Regions from separate parts of the Sus scrofa genome. Here region 2 is linked to region 1. A link is a contact called in public Hi-C data. All regions are on one chromosome and are shown on one strand. The core of a region is the stretch at or near the end of the contact, and the rest is flanking DNA. Distances in the headings are between cores, read along the strand shown.

Region 1 (7,059 bases), core at 343-2,842:
AGCAGGCCACAGGCCCCATCTCCCGCTGTCACCACACCAGCTCTCTGCTTGTGCCAAAGACACCACCTCCCTTCTCCCCGGTGCCCCCCACGGCCCCTTGTGCAAGATTTCTCAGCCAAGCTCTGACCACAGCCCCAGGGACCGGCAGACATGGGCTTCCTGCTGCCTGCAGCTGTGGGCGTCCGGCTCTGGGTGGTTGTTTTTCTCCCGACATCATTAGCTCTGCCAGGAGCAGAACCAGCCCCGGGTTTATGCTGACCTCGTCATTTCACCCAAGGAGAAGAAACGGCAGGGGAGGAGGAAACCACGCCGGAGGGACTGGCCGCGGGCCCTTTCCTCCAACGCCTCCGCCCAGCCCGGCTTGGAGGAGCGGCCTGCTCTCCCCGCCACCCTGCCGCCAGCTCTGGCTCCTCTGCGCACTGCTTGGGCACAGGGCTGCCCCAGAGGACGTCTGGATTTTTCTTGGTTTTGGAAAATGTAACTCTCTCTGCTCCTGGCCTGGAGCAATGGGCCTCAGGCTCCTGAGCAAGAGAGCTCTCTTCGGGGAAGCCTGGCTTTCTGAGCCTTTCCATGATGACTGTAGGGTCTTGCTTCTGCCCCTAAGCAAGTGGGTTCTACCCCCAAGATCCCAGGCCCCAAGCTCCCCGGCTGGGGCTCTAAACTTCCCAGACCCTTTACGGAGTGGGGGTCACCTCCCAGGCCTCCTGGCAGCCTGTGCCTTCTAGGTCACAGGGCCGGAGTCTGGAGCCCTGGAGAAAGGACCTGGTCTGCCCAACAAAGTTAGCGCCACACAATTCACCCCAAGTGGATCGTCCCTAAAGCAGCTACACATACGGTCAGATACCAAGGAGCAGACACTTGTCCAAGCCAAACAAGCCCCTGGATGGAGGAGAGTATGAGAAACCCTTGTAGAAAACCAGAAGGGGCAGAGACCTACCTTTTCCTTCTTGGCGCTCTCCATCCTGGCTCTGTCATCCAGCATCTGTACTGCAGCCAGCCCGTGGGAGCTGGGACCCCTCTGCGTTCCCCAACAGGCTTCCAAGGCAGAAATAGCCCCAGCTTCTTCCAGGTGAGTGGCACGGCCAGCCTGGGTGTCTGGGAGAATAGGGCCCACCCTCTGGCTGGACTCTGGCTTGAGGTTCAATCACAGAGTTTCCTCCTTTTCATTGTTCTCCAGCAAGCCTGAGAGCCTCCCCTTCTGGGTCGCAGCCGGGACCCTTCCCCACGGAGGCCTCGTCAGGCTGGGTGTGGCCAGGGCAGGGCCATCGCCGGGCTCCAGGGCTGGTCAGGGCTGGTCAGCTTTTTCTCTGGGCTGTGCTGATCTCTGACGGCGTGGTGTTCTCTTAATAGACTCAGCAGACTCTTTCTCTGAGGGGCAGCGTTTGAGTAATTAGGCTGCAGGCGACTGTGTTTCTCTCTCACACCCCAACCTGTTTCCCCAAGGCTCAGTCACTGCCCAACACTTCCTGCTCCAACCAGGTGTGGATGGGAAATTCTCCTGCCAGGGCTTTCTGTGCTCCCGTGAGGGCCCACACTGCCATGGCAACCAGGAGCAGGCCTCTGCGCTCACACCCTCCAGCCTCCACAGGGCTGACCATCCTGTCATTAGAGCTGCCATGCAGAAAACTGGGCCTCCATTCCCATCGCCATAGCAACAGCCCAATCGCCTTATCATCGCAGACTTTGCCACCTGCACAGTTCCCATGGCAGGGTCACAGGGTCTTCCAAACTCACGACCTAAAAAGTAGAGGCCCCATGAGTCTAAGAACCAGAGGAGAGGGAGTGGATAGCTTGGCCACCAGCATTGCCACATGTGCCCAGACCACCCTCGAGCTTTGGTCACTGCCTTCCCGGCCTGAGCTGGGATCCCGCAGAAGGAGCAAGGAGTGCCCGGTGGGACCTCGCCAGATGGATGTGCTGTAACATTTTTAAACCAACTTCCTGTTGATGGTCATCCGGGCAGTTTCAGTTTTTTTTCTGTTATAAATCTTGGTCTTTCACCAAGATTTTTTGTTTGTTTCATGAACACATGCACATGTTTCTTTTGGATGGTTCCTAGAGGCTGAATTGCTAGATCAGATGCTGTGCACGTTTTGTGATTGTGCAACAGGACTGCATTGGCCCCTCAAATGGTTTCACCAATTTATGAGTCCTTCCACTTTCATTAGGAGTTTGGCTACTTACTGGCCAAAACTTGAGATGAAGAATCTTTCTGATTTTTGCCCATCACTGCCATTTGAATTGCATAAGGGCTGGACACCTTTTTCACATGTTTATGGTTATCTGTCTAAGGATGATTCGTTTATATTAACTGTTATATATTATATAATATATGACATTATATATTAACTGTTTTGTCACTGAATTGTCTTCTACTTCTCAATTTGTATGAACTATTTTTATATTCCATCAATAAGATCTATTAATACTCTGCTTGTTAAATATGCTATAATTATAATACCTCCCCCAGCTGATTGACCTATGCACACTGAGGTATATGAAATAATTGGCCAATGGAGACTTGCTGTATAGCACAGAGAACTCTACCCAATATTCTGTGATCATCTATGTAGGAAAAGAATTTGAAAGAGAATGGATGTGTGTACATGCATAACTGAATCACTTTGTTATCACAATCTTGTAAATCAACTCTACTCAGTAAAACTTAAAAAAAGAAAAAAAACCCTCTTCCAGTCTACTGCTAAACTTACAGCTTGATCAGTGGTGTCTTCCGTCATACAGAAGTATTTCTTTTTTTCTGAATCTCAGTCTTGGCTTTCTTTTTTTTTTTTTTTTTTTTTTTCAGCTGGTGTCTTTAAGAAAAGCATTTCCCACCCAAAATTAGAAAAATGTTCTTCCACACTTCCTTCTAATATTTTTCCAAAATTTTTAAACATTTAACACTTTGGCCCCTCTAGAATTCGCTAGTGTATAGTAACAGCTAGGAGTCTAATATTTGTTGGGTAGGCTAGCCTCTCTCCATTGATTTGTATTGTGGACTGCGCCACAGTTTGTGCTCCACTATTGTAATTCTCTGTTCTGAGGGAATGGCTCAGCTCTGATCACCTCGCAGGTGTGATCATAAGCCAGCAGACCAAGTCTGGAACCACAGCTATCAGAACACTTTGTGATCCCCTGGGAACTGAGGCCACAGTTGTAAGGAGCTGCTCCGAGGCCACCTCACATTCTCTTCCCCATCTGCCTGGGATTTCCCCAAATCTCTGGTTCCAAGATGTGAGGCTTTCTGCCCCTGCCCCTCGAGGTGCAGCTGTGTCTAGAATGGGCTTCCAGGAGTTCCCGTGTGGTTCAGCGGTAACGAGCCCACCTAGTATCCATGAGAATGTGCGTTCAATCCCTGGCCTCACTCAGAGGGTTAAGGATCTGGAATTGCGTTGAGCTTCCGTGTAGTTCGAAGATGCAGCTCAGATTTGGCATTGCTGTGGCTGTGGCGTAGGCTGACAGCTGCAGCTCTGATTCAACCCCTAGCCTGGGAACTGCCATATGGCATGGGTGTGGCCCCCCAAATAAATAAATAAATAGAATGGGCTTCCAGTCAGAAGTAAAGTTTTAGAGTGACTTGGGGTGCAGGCGTCCAGCCTCTTTGGGTGGGTGTCATCCTTTGCATGAGACAAGGATGGGAAGCAGTGGCCTTGGATGCTCTTCTACTCTTCTTTTTTTCATCTCTTCTCTCCTGCCTGTGTGCCTAACAGATTGTCTGAATGTAAAAGCAGCTCTTGATATTCTGCCTGCCTTGGCCTCAGCTCTGCCTGTGAGCTGGATATCTCTCTGTCCATTCCTGTGTTTCCCACACTTTTTCAGTGGGCACAATTTTTTAGTTTTTTGATATCCGTCCAGATAGGCATCCCCTTTTATTTTCCTACAAAATTTTCTTCACCATAAGCCTTTTATCTTTCATGTAAGTTTTAGAATCTATTCATCTCTTTTCACTAAAATAATGTTTTATTATTTTTCTCATATAGATCTTAAACATTTCTTAATTACTCCTAAAGAAAGGAAACATATTTATCAGAAGGAAAAATTATCATTATACCTGATTAAAATATTTATGATTCACAAAGTACTTTTCCATTCATTCTGTCATCTGATCAGTCTTGGGACAGTGGGCAGGGGTGTTATTATTTTTTTACCACTTTCATGAGTAGTGAAACTGGGAAGGTTCAAGGATTGGGCCGCAAAGGTCTGTGATGCTCACTGTTCCCCAAGGACAGGGGCCAAGGCAGTCCTCAAGCAAAGGTCCCCGGGCCTGCTGCAAAGCCCTGCCCTCCCTGATCACAAATGACTGAAAGAAACGTCATCTGATCCAAAGGGTAACCATACTGCATACTGGTCACAGCCTTGGGGGTGGCCTCACAGGAGACTTTTAACCAATAGGCCCTACTTGAAACAACAGGAGGTTTTATGAGGGCCTGAAAGTGTCAGAATTTCTGAGCATTCAAAACTCCCAAAGGTACATTCCTGGAAGAATCTGTGGAGCAGGGAGGGGAGGGAGCCTCTTCAGAACTCCCCCCACCCCCGTTCCGGGACCTTGTGCTGCGTGCCTTTCCCCACTTTAAGAAGTTAGCATTTCCCACTTTTTAGTCATTCTCCTCCTGCCCTCTTTGTATTGTTCTAGAAGAGCTCACACAAACGTGTAATTCATCTATGTTTAACCAGGAATTTGTACTGATACTTGCTCCCAGGTTCACTGACCTTTTCAAACTGCGCAAATCCCACTGAGGCGTCCAAGTGTCCTGGCTTTGCTCTGATTGGACAGCCTGCTCTGCCAGTAGGGGGTATGGTCTGCATTGATTGGCTGAAGCCTAGGTCAGGTGCCTGTCTGTAGACCAATCTCTGCGGCAATAGGGACGGGCTTGTGTTGATTGGCTCAGACCTCCTACCCACGTGCCAGCGAGCGGAGCAGGCGGGGCTGAGGAGCGAACCCGGCTTCACAGTCCTCTTTGCGATGTTTTCTTTGTGTTGACTGCAATCTTGATTTTTGCTTTCAGAGGTCCTGGGGCCCGAGCTGACGTGGCCTCTCTGCCCCACCCGCCGGGCCTTTGCCTGGCCCCCGGCCCCCTTCCTGTTCTGCAGACTTTCTTCCACTCTCATCTCCACAGCGGTAAGGCAGCCTCAGGTCCATTAACCGGTCTAAATAAATGACCATGTGTCCAGAGTGGGCTACACATCCATCCCTAGACCCGAGTAGGGGAGGGGTGCCTGGTGGTAAAATACAGCTCCTGGGAAGCCCCTACACGAGGGGCAATTCGTGGGGGTGGGGGGGGACCCTTTATTTCAGGGAGCTCCCAGCTGGCTGGCTCCTGTCTTTCATGGCTGTGATCTCCAGGGTAAACCTTCTTATAGTACATGCCTGTTCTCTCCTGCTCTGACACCTCCTGTTCTCTCTCTGCTGGTGGCAGAGCCATGTCTGTGCCTGTCTTCTCTGTGACTTGGAGAACCTGGTGGGAGCACAGAACATCTGGGTGAGCCATTGCGATAGTAAGCAGTGTTCCTGGGGACTGGTCTGCTGATGGCATCAAGCCTCTGCTCCTTAGACTTGGTGAACTACCAAGGAGGAGCAAGGGAGGAAAAATTCTCCTCTGCCCTCTGGGCCTCCAGCTGGGCCTAAAGATTAAACTGACATTAGCAGGAGAAACGCATAAGAGTTTCATTTAAATGTTTACTGATACATTGGAGCCTTCACAAGAGAATGAAGATCCAAAGACATGACCAGAGAAAACGCTTTTATACCTTTATGAAAGAAACTGTAAATTTGTGAAGGGGTGGTGGGTAGGGAGAGTAAATTGAGGGGAAGTGACTAGGGAGATGAGGGCTGGTTTAACAGGGTTGGTTTGTACAGATTTCTCTTGGCCTCCATTCATCTCTGGTGATAGGAATAGCTTCCTTCCTCCTGGTACAGAGAGGGTACTTTTCACACAGAAGTTTAATCTCCTGCTTCAGGAATAAATCGAGGATCAGGAGTTTCCATTGTGGCTCAGCGTTAACGAACCCGACTGCTATCCATGAAGACGCAGGTTTGATCCCTGGCCTTGCTCAGTGGGTTAATAAGGATCCAGCGTTGCCCTGAGCTGTGGTGCAGGTCACAGACGTGGCTCAGATCCAGCGTTGCTGTGGCGTAGACCAGCAGCTGTAGCTCTGATTTGACCCTTAGCCTGAGAACTTCCATATGCTGCAGGTGTGGCCATAAAAAGAAAAAAAATAAATAAATAAAAATAAAAATGAGGACCAGAGAGCCCTTCTTGCATCTGCTATTTCTCAAAGAACTCAAAATAATCAGTATGTCAAAGTGTCATATTCAAGGTGACATGCTCTGAACTCCTTTGGAGGCCTGACCACATCGGTTGCCCATTTTTGAATGGCTGGGTTCCCCCTGGGCTGGGCCTCCTGGGGTGTGCCTCTCTCCCAGCTTTTATCCACCTCCCTAGAGGGTTCTGCTCTGCAGCTAAACCAAGCACTTTCTGTGAGCTGAGCAAAGCCTGGAAGGTGGGTGGCTGCCTGCCTCACTCTGTGGGGGCAACTTAAGGGACCTCAAGCATTTGTCATGGACAAACGAGCTGCAGATGGATGAGCTGGTCCTCTAGAGCCCAGCTCACTAGGGCGGCCTGGACTCCAGAGGGCTGTGCCACCCCCTCACCTGTGGATGCTGCATGCAGAACGTCAGCCAGTCTTCCCTGCAATTTTTTCTATCCCCATAATTTCGGACTTACAGAACAGCTGCAAGAACAGTACAGTAAACTCCTGGATACCCTTCATCCTGACTCTTTAAATTTACCATATTTGGGAGTTACTGCCGTGGTGCGGCGAAAAGGAATCTAACTAGTATCCATGAGGATGTGGGTAAGATCCCTGGCCTCGCTCAGTGGGTCAGGGATCCGGCATTGCCATGAGCTGTGGTGTAGGTCGCAGGTGCAGCTTGGATCTCGTGTTGCTGCGGCTGTGGAGGCCGGTAGCTGTAGCTCTGATTTGACCCCTAGCCTGGGAACTTCCACATGCCGCAAGTGTGGCCCTAAAAAATAAATAAATAAATAAATAAAAATAAAT
Region 2 (7,312 bases), core at 2,526-5,025, 120 kb before region 1:
CCACAGCCACAGCAACGCAGTATCCGAGGCTCATCTGTGACCTGCACCAGAGTTCATGGAATGCCCTGATCCTTAACCCACTGAGCGAGGCCAGGGATTGAACCCACAACCTTGTGTTTCCTAGTCGGATTCATTTCTGCTGTGCCCTGATGGGATCTCCTGGTGAATTCTATTAAACATTTAAAGAAGAAAAAATAATTCTACACAATATATCTTCCAAAAAACAAAAGATGAGGGAACACTTCCCAGCAATAACAATACCAAAGCCAGATGAAGGCAGTACAAGAAAACTAGAGACCAATATCCTTCATTAGCAAAGACACACATATCCTCAACAAAATACTAGCAAGACAAACGCAGGAGCATATAAAAAATAACACTACACCAAGACTAAGTGGTATGTACCCCAGGAATGCAAAGCTGGTTTAATATTCCAAAAACCAACCAATGCTAACTGCTAAAGAAGAAAATAACCATGACCATGTTACTTGATGCAGAAAAAGCATCTGACAAAACCCAACACCCATTTGTTATGAAAACTCTCAGAAAACTAGTAACAGAAGTAAATTTCCTTAACCTGATCAATGGTACTTACAAAAACTCTACCTATAACATTATAGTTAATGGTGAAACACGGAAATTTAAAGTGGGAAACAAAGATGTCCACTCTCATTATGCCTAAGCAACATAGTTCTAGCCAGTGCAGTAAGACAAGAAAAAAAAAAAAAAAAGGCAACCAGATCATCAGATCACGAAAGGAGAAATGAATTTATTCTTATTCACAGACAATGTGATTGTTTATGTGGAAGATTAAATGGAATCTACCAAAAATCTTTTAAAACTAAAAGTGAGTTCTGCAAGGTTTCAAGGTCATCACATGAAAAATCAATTGATTTTTATGTGCTAGCAAGAAACAACTGGAAAAGGAAACACAATTTTATAATAGCTCCAGATAATGAAATATGTATGTATAAAGGTAATAAAACAAGTACTGGGTTTATATGTTGAAAACCTACTAAACTAGCAAGAAACCAAAGAAAGCCAAAGATGTTTCCCCAAATTGTCCTAAAGGTTCAGTGCAATTCCAATCAAGATCTCAAAAAATTACTTAATAAATAAAAACAAGCTGATTCTAAAATTTCTTTGGAAAGTCAAAGGAAACAGAATAGTCAAAACAATTTTAAAAAGAACAAAGTTAGAGGGCTCACACTATCTGACATTAAGCATTACTCTAAAATTCAAGTTAATCAACTTTAAATAGTACCTTTTTTTCTTTTTAGGGGCACACCTGCGGCATATGGAAGTTTCTGGGCTAGGGGTCGAGCTGGAGCTGGAGCCTAAGCCACAGCCACAGCCGTGCCAGATCCGAGCCACATCTGTGACCTACGCCACAGCTCGCAGCAACACCAGTTCCTTAACCCACTGGGCGAGGCCAGGGATCAAGCCTGCATCGTCAGGACACTATGTGAGGATCTTAACTACTGAGCCATAAGAGGAACTCCTAAATGGTATTTTTGAAGGAATAAACACAGAGGTAAATGGAATAGAGTCCAGAGATGGTTCCACATAAAAATAGAAAATTGATTTTTCACAAAGGCCCAAAGGCAATGAAGTAGAAAAAGGATGGTTTTTTCAACAAACGGTGCCAGAAAAAATTGGACATCCATACACAAATCAATGAACTTCGACCTAAACCTCACGCTTTAAACAAAAATTAATTTGAAATGAATTATAGGCCTAAATGTAACCTCTAGAAGAAAATAGTCAAATGTAAACATTTGCTTAGAAGAAAATAGACAAAAATGTTTGCAACTGGGGTCACTTGGGGCCAGAGACGTGGCCCAAAAGCATGAGGAAAAAAAAAAAAAACTGGTAAACTGGACTTCATCAAAATTTAAAAGATCTGCTCTGAAAAATACACTGGTAAGAGAAGGAAAAGATAATCTACAAACTGGGAGAAAATATTTACCAATCATATAACTAACAAAGGACTTACATACAGTATGCATAAAGAACTCAAAATTCAACAGTAAGAAAACCAGCAATTCAATTTTTTTAAAGTAAGCCAAAAATCTGAGCAGACACTTTACCAGAGAGAATATATAGATGGTTAGTTAGCCAGTGAAAAGCCGGTCAACACTGTAGATACTCAGGGAATGCAAATTAAAACCACAGTGAGCCACTGCTATACACCATAGAGTAGTTAAATACTGAGAATATAAGTGTTGGCAAGGATACAGAGCACCTGGTGACTGGTGAATGTCTAATTCACACGTGTGGCTTTCCTCACTAGCGCACTGCAAAGTGATACGGGCCCAAGGGAAAACAACATGGCACTCGCTTATAAAGTTAAACATACACTTACCATATAACATGGTAATGCTATATCTTATTACTTACCCAAGAGAAATGAAAAGCTATGTTCACACAAAAACCTGTATACACTTGTTCTATTCATAACCACTAAAACCTGGAAACAATTCAAATGTTCAATAGGTGAATGGGAAACTGTGGACTATCCATGGCACAGAATATTATGCAAAAAGAAAGAAGAACAGATGAATCTCAAAGGCATTACGCTGAATAAGAGAGACCAGACTCAAAAGGTTACGTATGGTCTGGCTCCACTTATATGACACTTGGAGAAGGCAAAACTCTAGGGACACTGAAATATCAGATGCATGGATTTGTAATGGGAGAGCTTATGATCACAATAAAACAGATGAGCAGCTGTCCTGATTTTGATGGAGATGAATGGGCCTAAAGGTGTGATAAACCTGTGCACCAGAAGAGTCCATTCTACTGTGTGTTAATTTTAAAAATACAGTTTTTATGTGGCGATTGGCCAGGAAAGTCCACACCTGACAAAGAAATTTTCGAGTGGGAAGAGTAACTTTGGTGGATGGTACAGCAAAGCCAAATGCCCTAAGGCGAGAGCACACCTGGAGATTTGAGGAGCAGAGGATACCATGCAGCCAGCCCCACTCAGGAGGAGGGTGAGGGTATCTGGGACAGTTCAAGTGGGAGAGCAGTGACGAAGGTATGCACCCGGCTTATCACAGGGCAGTAGGGTTTGGGGCGGGGTTCAGGGTGGGCAGTGTAGGAGCTAAGGCCAGTGGGGGCATGGGTGAAAACAGAAATGCTAGGGCCCTGGGGGCCATGGTGAGGACTTTGGCTTTACTGAGGTGTGGGGAACTGCTGGATGGCTTTGAGCCAGGAGTGACAGATACCATGTGACCTGCTTTTCAGACTTTTGAAACCAGACTTAAAGGCAAAAAGGCAGAGACAGGCAGTCTGGTTGGGAGATGTGGGCCTAACCCAGCAGGAGGTGGTAGGTCAGCACTGGAGGTCCTCTTTCTCCCACCTCCCTACTCCTCGGCTACCTCTGGCTCCAGATGCCCCTGGAACACCCTTTAGTGCCCCCGCAAAGACTCCTAGCAGGCAAGACCCAGACTCCACCTCTGAGCTCAGAGACCCCAGGGCTAGAAGTCGAATTGGACATATTGTGCAAAGCCCTTGCCATCTACCCAGGCTCAGTAACAAGCCCAGAAACAAAGCTCCATTCAGTTCTTACTCACAGGAGAGGAGCCAGAGACCTCTGGCCCAGGACCACAGAGCTAGGAGAGCTCTGTAAAAAGTTAATAAACAAAACACTCAATTAAGAGTGGGGAGACCAGAAGGGGGAGCTCTTATGCCCTGCAGCCACAGCAGAGCCCAACAGGAAGAAGAAACATTCTCTATCCTGGCAACAACTCAGCCAATGAAAAAAACGTGGACTCTGTGTCCTACGGTCCCCCTGCCCCCTGCTTCCCTTGCCACGTGGGGACTTGCATGTGGCTCGCCATGATGGCAGACTGTGAATTGCAGTTCTCTGCTGATCTCAAATAAACCCATTTTTGTGGAAGAAATAACTGGCAGTTTTTTTATTCCAACACTTTGGTGACTTGCACAGGGATCCAGAGGAGACCCCCAACAGGCTGGTAAGTGAACAGGTGCAGTGCGCATGAAAGGCCACTGCTGCTCACTGATTTCCTCATTGATCCTGGAATTCAAAAGTATTTCTTTCTCCTGGGTCTGAGCCTCCACCCTCTGCATTTTGAATCTCTCCAAGCTTTAGCTGGCATCTCCCAAGCTTTAGCTGGGATCTATTTTTTATCCTTTCTGGTTAAGGCCCTGTTCTGTACTTGAGTACTCATTTGGAATTTCAGTCTCATTTTGAAATCAGACTGCTCCAATTGGAGCCGGCTAGCCTTCAGCCCATTCCTTTGGGAACAGAGGCTATATTTCATTGGAACTGTGCCAGTTCAGCCTTCAGGCCATTCCTTTGGAATAGGGGTTGTTCTATGGGAACACTGCTGAGATGCCATCTGCTGGCTCTGCTAGGACCAACCTGTTCCTTTAGAACTGGCTGGTGTTAGGCCAGCAGGCTGTTTGAGATATTTGAACTGTTTGAGCTATAAGCTGTTTAAGCTGTAAGCTGCTTGAGCTGTTTAGGCTTTTTAAAAATTCTCTTAGAGAAAGACCTCTGAGAAATGAGATCCCAGTTACCTAAATATTTTGAGGGCACCTCCCCACCACAGGGACTCTGGCCGATATTATGTTGAAAAACTGCAGTCATTCCTTCTGAGAATTTCTAACCAAATGGACCAGCCTAACCAAAGGCAATTTAGCATGTCAATGGCCATGATGGGGAATTTTTTAACTGTTCAAACCTATTTTTCTTAAGACCAAAGTGGACAACCAGAGCCCTAAAATTTCCCTAACTGAATGGAATGCCTATTTGGATTGGTAGCTTGAGGCTTCCAAACATGATCAGCAGCCTAAAATTGATTTTATGCAAAATAAGACTTGGAGACTGGGGCAAACAAATGACTTAAAAGATGATGTGGTTCCCAGAGCCTCAGGCTCTTCCTCCTCAGCTTGTCTCCGGTTCGCCTCCCACACCATCCTGTCTTTCCCTGAGCCCCACGTGCTGATGCCCACCTCTGGGCCATCTCCCTCTTCTACCCCACCCCACCTACACCTGCTCTAGAGCCCCCAGTTCCCCTACACTAATCCTCTCTCTGAATTTCCTTTTTTCTCTCAAACTCTCCCCACTTTTCCTCTGAACCTATCAGAGCCTGTCTCTTTAAATTTAAGCCTTCTGAGGATCCTAAAGAAACTAAAACCTTAATTTTGTATATCCCCTGGATGAAAGCTGAACTGTGAGCCACAGACAAAGATTTTTCCAAAGTAACCAAAGATCCTCACAGATGTGCTGAGGAATTTAATACAGTCATTCAAACTCAGAAACTGGTTTGTCTGACTTCTATCAGCTAGTTCCTATGCTTGATGGTGAAGGCCAGGCCAGCACTGGATGAAAACCACTAACTGGGGAAATCCTGAAAGGCCTCCAGCCTGTTAACTTAATATAGGATCAGGCTCAGGCAACTGCTAGGCAACTTCATGGGGCAATTCCTACAGCTTTTCCAAAGCCTGTTGATTGGAACAAAATACAGGTTTCCACACAAAAACTTAATGAATGTGCCCATGATTATTATAACCGATTTCAGATTTTTAAAGAAAATTCTGGTCTTCCTTCAGGTGTTAATTCTACCCAGACAGCTTTTAACTCTATGTGTATGAGGAGGCGGAAGCAAGACCCTTCCCTTCTAGCAAAAAAGGACCAGGATGAAATGGGAAACTCCGCCCACCCCAGGTTTAATTAATCTGGCAAAACAGCTCTCACACTCCAGGCGAGGCACCTAAAAGGGAAATGGCTCTTCCCTTTCGGGGCCACCGCTGAAGCGCCAGTGGCCAAAATGAGGTTCAATCCCTTGTGACCTCTGATTGAAGCAAGAACCGTAAAAGGCATTTCAATGCACCTCCCACATTCGCAGGAAGATTATGTCTTTCCAAAGAGCTGAGACACAAGTACAACGTCTGATCCATGCCCATCCGAAAGGACGATGACGTTCAGGTTGTACGAGGGCACTACGAAGGGCAGCAGGCTGGCAAAGTCCAGGCTGACTGGAGAAACCGCGTCATCTACACTGAATGAGTGCAGTGGGAGAAGGCTCATGGCACAACCGTCCATGTGGGCATTCACCCCCGCGGGGTGGTTGGTGACCACCAGACTAAAACTGGACAAGGATCACAAAAAGACAAATGCCACATCTCGCCAAGCAGGAAAGGAAAAGGCAAATATAAGGAAGAAACAATTGAAAAGATGCAGGAATAAAATAATCTTGTATAGAACTTTCATTAAAAACTTAAAATGAAAATAATAGGTGGGGGGGGGGGTGGCTAAAATTCTTTCTCTTCTAATCCAGCCAATGAAGGCTCCTAAATGAAACCCAAACCCTCCTAGCTTCTGCTGTTATTGCAAAGAGCCAGGACTTTGGGAAAGAGGTTGTGATAAACTGAAGCGCTTCAGGCACCTTCAGCCTTCCAACCAGCCTTGCCAATGTCTTCTCAGTTCTCCATGATGGGGCTCCAAGGACCTACAGGGGTTCTTCAATCCTCCCTCTTCACTGGCTTAGAGAAACATTTCTCCAGATTGGGGGCGAATCACCTCTAGTCCTAGCTGACACTGCAGCCACTCTCAAGGCTCAGCCTCACTACTACAAAGCAGCCCCTGGCTCAGGGTAACCAGTTCAGAGAGGGGGGCTCTCCCGGGAACTTTAAGAGGCTCCTGTCTCTGAACCTGTTCCATTCTATTTAGGCCCTTCGAGATGTCACACGCTCTTTTCTCCTCAGTTCCTCAACCTCTCTCCATGCCTCAGGCTGAGACTTCTCAGAGAAGTATGGTGCCAGAATTTCTTTCTCCCAAACGGGAGAAATAATTCCAGAATTTTCAGTAGTCAAAGTAACCTGGCAGATGAATTCAGTGACCTTTTGACATCTCTGATTTGCTCCATCTCTGATGATACTACAGCTGATTCTGGAAACAGATCATTTGTCCCTAAATCAGTTACCACCCTCCTTATAGAAGAAAATCAATGGATATGGGCACAATTCATTGTGCACTTCCCATCAACATACAAACAGATTCCTCGAAAGCTTTTCCCAGAATTAATCAACGTATAAGAAGCCATTCATCCAAGACATAAAGCCCATAACTCAGATTACAAGGTTCAAGGCCTCACTATCCCTTGGACTAGCGCCCGTATACTCCCGTCACACAGGGGACAAAACTGAAAGGTCCGGGACCTCCAAGCAACAAACACCTGCTGCTTCTCTTGACGCTAACAGCCATTCCCACAGGAAGTAGATTCTTTGCAGTGACGGACTTGTGCAGTGCATTCCTTAGTATTCCAGTTGAGGAGACTAG

The links. A called contact is a pair of places that touch in the nucleus more often than the background predicts.
Region 2: a Hi-C map of skeletal muscle shows a contact between it and region 1, with 4 times the contacts expected there. The contact joins the enhancer-like site here to the promoter of GCK in region 1. A contact is called at or near these places in 5 of 5 promoter capture datasets (fetal liver, fetal skeletal muscle, liver and 1 more), 25 of 47 Hi-C or Micro-C datasets (adipose tissue, alveolar macrophages, blood and 14 more) and 2 of 2 datasets of contacts at active chromatin or transcription factors (alveolar macrophages and skeletal muscle).

The regions. Positions count from the first base shown.
Region 1 is chr18:50,973,700-50,980,758 of Sscrofa11.1, reverse strand. GCK (glucokinase) reads right to left here and starts at 1,592. Exons shown (of 10, transcript XM_013985832.2): 1 at 938-1,592. The coding sequence starts at 982.
Region 2 is chr18:51,092,549-51,099,860 of Sscrofa11.1, reverse strand. It overlaps the pseudogene LOC110257529. Among named protein-coding and RNA genes, the nearest start is that of POLM, 18 kb to the right of the region's middle. Within about 2 kb of position 3,775, at least 32 of the 83 cell types and tissues checked have an H3K27ac peak or open chromatin away from gene starts, as enhancers often do. A contact at or near this core is called in adipose tissue, brain, fetal liver and 6 more, where this site is marked.